2 separate regions of the Mus musculus genome follow, and region 2 is linked to region 1. The links are chromatin contacts, called in public HiChIP or PLAC-seq maps. All regions are on one chromosome and are shown on one strand. The core of a region is the stretch at or near the end of the contact, and the rest is flanking DNA. Distances in the headings are between cores, read along the strand shown. Region 1 has its middle 4.0 kb from the start of Gm35908. Region 2 has its middle 32 kb from the start of Gm36165.

What was found. HiChIP or PLAC-seq counts read pairs in DNA pulled down with a chosen protein or histone mark.
Region 2: a contact with region 1 is called in an H3K27ac HiChIP or PLAC-seq map of heart atrium, with 6 read pairs. The contact joins two enhancer-like sites. A contact is called at or near these places in 4 of 39 promoter capture datasets (hippocampal neurons, liver and trophoblast stem cells), 1 of 15 datasets of contacts at CTCF or cohesin (large pre-B cells), 2 of 484 Hi-C or Micro-C datasets (the CH12 cell line and bone marrow-derived macrophages), 4 of 115 datasets of contacts at active chromatin or transcription factors (cardiomyocytes, embryonic stem cells, extraembryonic endoderm stem cells and 1 more) and 3 of 9 other capture datasets (adipose tissue, embryonic stem cells and embryonic trunk).

What each region holds. Positions count from the first base shown.
Region 1 is chr14:63,064,698-63,068,929 of GRCm38.p6, forward strand. No RefSeq gene overlaps it. Among named protein-coding and RNA genes, the nearest start is that of Gm35908, 4.0 kb to the right of the region's middle. Within about 2 kb of position 2,389, at least 36 of the 459 cell types and tissues checked have an H3K27ac peak or open chromatin away from gene starts, as enhancers often do. A contact at or near this core is called in extraembryonic endoderm stem cells and heart atrium, where this site is marked.
Region 2 is chr14:63,324,854-63,328,600 of GRCm38.p6, forward strand. It overlaps Gm4151. Among named protein-coding and RNA genes, the nearest start is that of Gm36165, 32 kb to the right of the region's middle. Within about 2 kb of position 1,253, at least 32 of the 459 cell types and tissues checked have an H3K27ac peak or open chromatin away from gene starts, as enhancers often do. A contact at or near this core is called in extraembryonic endoderm stem cells and heart atrium, where this site is marked.

The DNA of each region.
Region 1 (4,232 bases), core at 1,139-3,638:
GGCTCTGCTTCCTGATCCACAACCACCTGCCCAGCCTGAGCTCCAGCCACCAAAACAAACTGAATACTGTCTGTCAATTCCCTTTCCATACCTGGTACCCCAGGATTCTGTTCTTGCTTTGAAGTAAGCAACTGAAGACATTAAAGAGCAAAACAAAAACAACAAACAAAAACCTCAAAACAATCACTTTGAAATCTGTAGCATATTTTATTTTTAAAATCTATGGAGACAACCTAAATAAAACACACATACAATGTAAATAAAAGAACAGGGTGTGCCTGGAGTATTTTTTTTAAAACTATATTATGAACGTGTGTGGGACAAGTGTGACCAAGAACAGACCTGGAACAAGAATGAGGGGAAGAGGCATCCAAACCATGAAAATCCCACTTTGAGATCAAAATCTTATCTGGGCAGGAGTAAGGATTCCCCTACACTATTCTTGGCCTGCTTGCCCCAGGGCACATAGTTCCATGACCCCCGACCCCCACCTCTATCTTTCTTGAGGAAGCCACATAGACTCTTGGGCACCTTACAGACTTAAGCACCTGGAATCCCTCTTCATGCAAATAAAGCATTCCCATCTCCTGAGCCCCAGTAATGTACACTCTCCTGCCTACTCCCCAAGATTTATATAGCCCTTGCTACTCCTGAATAAAACTGCTGTTTCACAAAATATAGTCTAAGAGAGCTGCTTCAGCCACACACATGCCCACCTCCCCACCTTCCCCACCCCAACCCACCACCAGCCCCACAGTGCTTACTGTGTACTGACCAAGATCCTGCCAACCCTCGCCCACAAACCTGTACCAGAATTGTCAGAGCCTGCGAGCCCAGTGCCCAGTGCTGATGACTCTGACCTGAGGACTCACAGCGGGAGAGTGAGGTGTGTGACCATGTCTACAACCTGAACCTTGACCTGTAAACATCTTAGCAACCTCCTTCTGCCTCTCTGTGGGTTCTTCTTTGCGGAGTCCAGATTCCATGCTGCTGACATTCTGATGGTTCCTGCTGACTGTTCCCGGAGGAAAGCAGGGTGGTTTGCAACAAAAGATCACATCTGTTACACAGGTCTTCATATTGTCACTCTGCTGAAGAGTTACATTGTTCTCTAGGCCATACATGAGCCTGACTGCTACTCAGTTACCCGGATCCACTCCAGGAGACCTGTGAATGGCAACAGCCACCAGGGAGCTCTTCTGTTATAAACCCAACTCCTGCAGGAGCCCAGACAACCCATTTTACATTTTTGTGACGCTGTTGGTCTTTAAGATCTATGTTTTATTCTATATGGATATGTGAATACCTGTGTGTATGTATATGTTTCACACGTGTGCCTGATGTCTCAGGAGGTCAGAAGAGGGTCTCTGATCCCCTGGAACTGGAGTTGCTGACAGCTGTGAGCTTTCTTGCGTGTACTGGGACCTGAACCAAGGTCTTCTGCAAAAGCAGCAAGTGGTTTTTAACTGCTGAGTCATCGCTCCAACCTATGACTTTGTTGTTATCTATTACCCTTATATGGATGTAGGTATACAACACATGATGAATTGAAATCTCCTATAGCATAATAAAGACTGCTATACTATATAATTATTACCATGGTAGGCTATATTAAACACAAAGAACAGTACATAAAACCAATTCCCAATATGAGCACCCATAAGTTTTGTTTGTTTGTTTGATTGGTTGGTTGGTGTTTGTTTGTTTGTATGTTTTCTGAGGTAGGGTTTCTCTGTGTGGCCATGACTGTCCTGGAACTCACTCTGAAGACCAGGCTGGCCTCAAACTCACAGAGATCCACCTGCCTCTACCTCTCAGATGCTCGGATTAAAGGGGTGAGCCACTACACCTGGCTGCACCTGTAACTTTTAGTGAACGTTAGCATTTTGCCACACTGGCTTCAGATACCTTAAGAGGAAAAAAGAGCAAATCATTTCAGCTACAGCGTAAATCTTTGTCGATGCCTCTATTCTAACCTAGCCAGGTAAGCCTGCCACCTGGAGGCTGTTTTCATCATTTACAGTCATGTTGTGAGCTATTTCTGAGCATATACTTATAAATAGACAGCTGCACGTTTAACCTAAGACTGCATTTGAACGCTACAGACACCCATGCAATGCCTGAAAATTCCAGCAGATGGCACTAGAGCCTCGATCAGCGAGGCATTTTTTTATTTAAACAAAACAAAACAAAATAAAGATTTAGCTGTGTTGTGCAGATGAAAACACCTTCTAGCGAAACGGAAAAGGGGCTTCAGTCTTCTGCTTCGGAAACGATAACACCTGGAATCGTTTCTTCCAATTCTTGCCCTAGGCAGAAGGCTCCAGAGGACAAGGACACCAGCAGAGGTGTGGGACTTCTGGGCTGCCATTCAAGCTGCTCAAGTGACCTATGCGTGAATTAGAGGCCCTTCTCCAAGGACAGGTGGCTCAGGGACAAATCATCACTGCATACTGTACCTCTGACTCCTGTCACGTGATTGTGGCTCCCTACCGACTGACATGAGCAGAAAAGCTGGAGCTATTTCTGAAGGTCTTCAGTTTGGAATCCACAACCTGCCGTCTTGATGTACAGATAGACTCACAGCCCAGAGCTTTGGAGCGTCATCCCCTTGGGCACACACAGATTTAGCTGTTATTAAAGGAGTGTGTTGTAAGGTGAGGCATTAGGTGACTCTCGGAGTCAGAGAGCATAGACACCAGAAACCTCTCAGAGCTGTGCCGACGTGACCAAGTTTGGCTTCTTCTGACGATTATCTCTGGCCTCTAAATTCATGGCAGCCAGGACACAGGCATCCACTCCTAACCTTACCCATGAAAATAGCTAACAGATACAGTAAAATTGAGGAAATTGAACAGGGTAGGGAAGGAAGGGCTCACAACCTGATGACCCCTCAGGGCTTCTGGTGACCATACCCCCAGTCCTGGTGTCTGGGCTCGACAAGGGATATGGACCCACAAACAGATCCTGGGGTTCCTGGAGACCTCGGGTTCCCAACAGCTTAGAGACACGGCCACCCTGCACCCCCTCCTCTCCTGGCCCCTCCCTGACCTGCCCTTTCTCTGGCCTCCGGGCCTGAGAAGGCCTAGAGAGGCCGTGGGAGTTTGGCTACCATTATCTGGCCCTTATCACCACTAAGTTCAGGCTGACACGGAGCCCTCTCAGTTCAATGACGAGGGGCCCGCCCGAGGTCATGCCTGTCTCCAGAGAGCCGGGGCCCTATCTCAGCGACCTACGGAAACCTTGGCGAGAGCTCAAACTTTCTGACGACAGAGAGGGACCCTGCCCTATCACTGCCCAGACACCCACCCCCACGGCGTCTGGCATGAGCCTGGTGAAGGCTCCACCATTCTTCACTGAAATAGCAACACTGATAACTACAGCAGACAGAAGTACATTGACGAATCTCCATTCAGAAAAGCACTTCTCCCTCCTCCCTCTGCCTTGGTGCTGTCCTCCTGGGATGGACACGACCATACAGGCAGAGTCTGTCCTGACATAGCAACACGAAGATGTTGTGTCCATAGCCCTCGCAGAACCCAGGCTAAAGCACCAGGAAGAAAAAATGCCTTTGATGGCAACCCCCGTGCACCAAGACTTCTGCTGAAAGGATCTTGCCTGGATTGGTGCTGCAAACAATTTGTGGGGTACGCTGGGAAGAGCCCTTGTATATGTACCCCAGCACCCAAAACAGCTTCCCCTTGAAGCAGTTTCATCTCTTTGGGTACAAAGTTATCTTTCCTGTGTCAGGACCATTCTACTGGAAAAGTTACTTATTGAAATTATTTTTCAATTTGAAACCAAGATGAAAACACTTTCCTTCAAAGAGAATTCTGCTTGCTTAATGCCTCTACAGAACCACCTTCAATCCAATTCAAAGCTAAATGCTCCCTGGACTACCCAGACTATGTGATTTCCACCCCTAGGAAACTGGCATACATCTGGTTTAACCTGACTGTAGGGATGACCTGACTGTAGGGATATAGCCCTTCAGGATTCCTGCGCAGTGTGGGGACATTTTTCTATTCTGTTTTTTGGTTGATTTGGGCTCGGGTTTATTTCTGTCTCCCATTCTCTGTGAGGCTCTCAAAACGAAATCCAATTGGCTAGGCATGACAAATGTCCTCCAGGCAAAAGTGGCTTCTAGATTCTATTAATATCTTTAGGGACCTGTTGAGACCTGGGTTCAGTCCTGATTTGGTTCATATTTATAATGACTGTTATCAAATACT
Region 2 (3,747 bases), core at 3-2,502, 260 kb after region 1:
GGAGGGCACATTTTCTGTTACTGACAACCACCCCTCCGGAGTTCAGGTTATCACATCTACCCTCCACTGTGACACTGAGAAGCCTGGAGCTTTGGCTTCTGTGTTGACAGTGACTCTCAGTTTTGTTCCGCAAGTGGCAGAGGAAAACAAATGCCGCCTTTTCATTCCATGGGGCTGCAAAGAAACTTGAATATATGAGTATTATTGGCATATATTATTAATTGTATATGATGATGGGCTCATTGTATTCATTGTGATACTTTCATACAGATATATGATGTATTTCAATTATATTCCTCCCCATCCACATTACCTTCTCTGTTTTTAAATTAAGAGCTCTATTTTATATGTATGGGTGTTTTGCCTGCACTTGTCTGTGCACCACATGTGTGCAGTGCCTACAGAGGTTGAGAGAGGGTGTCAGACCATCTGAATCTGGAGTTACAGGTGGTTCTGAGTCACCATGTGGGTGCTGGGAACCGAACCTGGGTCCTCTGGAAGAGCAGCCAAGGTCACTTAAGCCCTGAACTACCTCTCCAGCCTCCACCTTCTCTCGGCCCCTCCCATCCCCGTTAATCTTTCTCTTCTCAATTCATTCCCTTATCATTCCACATCCTTTTGTGTGTGTGACTCAATGAGTTTCCGCCAGGAGGCTTACAGAAGCATGACCTTACAATGGCCACATCACTGGAGAAAGTCACCCTTCCACCCCTAAGGACATTGGTTGCCAATAGCACTTCAGGGAAAGGCATGAGTTCCTACCTGAAGATATATTTCCAAAAAGTTACTATGGAGAACTTTTTTTTTTTTTTTTTTTTTTTTTTTAATTTTGAGGAGACAGTGTGCTACTTGGGATATAGACCAGGTAGAGAAACACGCTGGCTCTGCCCACCTTCTGGAAGCCTCAGCTGCTCGTCAAGCTGCCTTGAGGCCTACCAAATAAACTCCAGAAGGACTTAGCTTCCAAGGTGAACTGTTCTCCTAAGATTGCTCTACTGGGCCCAGAGATAGGCTGGTAGGATGCGTTTCTCTTTTCTGGGACCTCTGGAAGAAAGAAAGGGGATTGGAGGGTGTGTGTGTGTGTGTGTGTGTGTGTGTGTGTGTGTGTGTGTGTGTGAAGTGGGGGTCAGGTTATTAGGGGTGGAGGGAAGGGAACTGTTTGATTAATGGGTGTCCTGTGAACCTGCACATTTGCCCAAGGCTGCATTCCTGGGCTTTCAAACTCAGGGCAGTTTGATAAGCTGAGACCAAAGTCCCCTTTCCTCCCAACAAGGAGAGCAAACAGGGCTACTCACTAATCCCAACCCTGGCCTCCAGGGCCGTTTCTCGGCAACCAGTCTGCCAAGTGGCCTTTCACAGGCCAATCAATGAGGCAGCCCTTGTCTTCTGGGAAACCGTGGCCAGTTCGTGGTATAGCCTCTTGCCTGAGAGGAGGGGTCTGAGGAAGGAGGTCATGGCTTACAGAGCCTGGGCATTGATCTGAAGGCCCTTGGTTGCTGAGCACTTGTCATCAAGCCAACTTTCCTTCCCCTGGAGTTCTCCATAAGACACTCCTTCCCCTCCTCTTCCGGCAGCAGTTCTGCGGGACCTGCCGCTTATCAGCAGGCCTCTTTCCATCCCTCAGGGCCTCTCTGAATGTTCTTTCCAAGCACCTGGCTTACTTCTTTCTCACTTAAGGAGACTTTCTTGCCTCTCAAGCCTATGTGAGGCCCCTGCAGCCCATGTGGGGCCCTTCCTCCTTGGGCCTCCTCTGGCTCCCAGTGTCATGGCTCAGCGCTCAGGAAACACCATTTCCCACTCTATCTGTGTCTGGATTTAGTATCACCAACTCCAAAGGAAGAGCTTTGAATGCAGGGCTTAAAGTTGGGGTGGTCCCCCAGAGGAGGGCATACTGCTAACTTTGGCAGCATCAGACTAAGAAAGTGGGCATGCAGCAGAAGGGCAAGACGTGGGAAGCTTCCAGGCTGAAGGAACCAATCAGACAGATAGAAGGGAAGGTTGTTTGACATGGAAGACAGCCCAGAGTTAGGGGAAATAGCTGTTTCTCAGAAGTCCCAGGAGATGCCTATGGGGTTGTGTCCAGCCTTGGCCAGCTCCCATTCGCCTGTCTAAGCATTCTTTCTTCTGTTAGGGCCCATGCTCTGTAGCATGTTTTCAATTGTGTCCCTTACTCTCAACCAGAGATGATTGTGGCCATGATGGACCCTAAGGGGACTTAGAGCTTCCTGTCTAGAGACTTGAGCAAAGAGTCATAGTTCCAATGTCAGATGTTTGACTCTGATGGCACCTAAAGTAGTTTGGGATTGAATTTACACATGGAGGGGCAGGGAGTAGGTCTATAAGAGAGGAGGGCAGCTGGAATAGAAAGCACACAATGGGCCCATAGGCACTTTTACTCCCTATAGCCTTGGAGTCACTGAATTCCTGAGAGGAGATGCTGGGAACAGCCTCCTTGTGAATGGGAAACAGGCTTAGTGGTGCAGTGACTTCCCTCAGCACACAGAGCCAGTCAGTGAGAGAACCAAGCCTCATCATTATGCTGGAGCGGTTCCTGCCTTTGCCCAGAGCAGCAACATAGGGTCAGGTTCATCCACTCTCATCCCCAGATGCTGAATGGGCTGCTTTTAAGTGAAGAGGGACCAGGTTATGACTCTTCCATGATCCAGGTCTTGGAGAAACCTGTTCTATCCATATACCTCACTTTGAAAGCATTTTTACAAAAAGAAAAGAGAAGAAAAGAAAAAAGAAACAGAGCGTTGGCTTTTCTTCTCTTCTCTTCTCTTCTCTTCTCTTCTCTTCTCTTCTCTTCTCTTCTCTCCCTCCCTCCTTCTCTCCAGTTCAAGTAGCCCACACTGGCTTTGAACTCATGGCCCTCTTGTCCTTCCCAAGTGCCAGGATTAAGTGTATATACTATCATACCTGTTTTTTGTTCGTTTGTTTGTTTGTTTTGTTTTACCTATCTGTCTGCACCCTGCTATCTATTCATTTTTCCTCCAATCTTTTACCTATCTATTCACCTACCCACATAACTGTGCTTCTAATCCACCCATCCAACCATCCACCCATCCATCCATTCATCCATCTACCCATCCATCTATCCAGTTGACATAGCTAGCCAATTGGCCACCAGCAGTTGTATGCTGAATCCTTTCATGTGTGTCATGTGTGCCATGGTGACACTCACAGAACTATTCTTCAGTTCTGCCCACTGGGAGAGATAGATGTGGTAGATGTCCAGGTTTCTAAACTGCATGGCCCAGAGAGACCATTCTCCTTAGTATGATTCCTAGCAAGTTCCCAGAGGGGTGTGCTGGGTGATGCCTAGGTAGGATCTTGGATAAGAGTTTTTAGGAAAGCAAAGGTGGGAGCAGAGGTTGTAGGGAGGAATGAGGGAGGAAGAGGAGAAGGAGAAAGAGAAGGAGAAGAGGGAGAGGGAGAAGAAGAGGGAGGAGGAGGACAACAACAGCAACAACAACAACAAAACACCACCAACAACAACAATGACAACAAGAGAGAATTCAGTGAAGCCTGAGGTCCTGAGGGAAGACCTCCTCTGCTATCTCCTAGCAGTCCCTGCTGATGTCTGGGACTTTTAGGGAGAGAAAAAGCCAGGGCATCAAGCAGCTTTGGTAAGTCCCAAGCATCCTTGATGACAGGGAGGAACCTGCCAACATTGCCAGTGGACATTTTTTAGAGGCTGCTTCTAAGTGAAGAAGGTCCAGGTTATGACTCCTCCATGATCCAGGT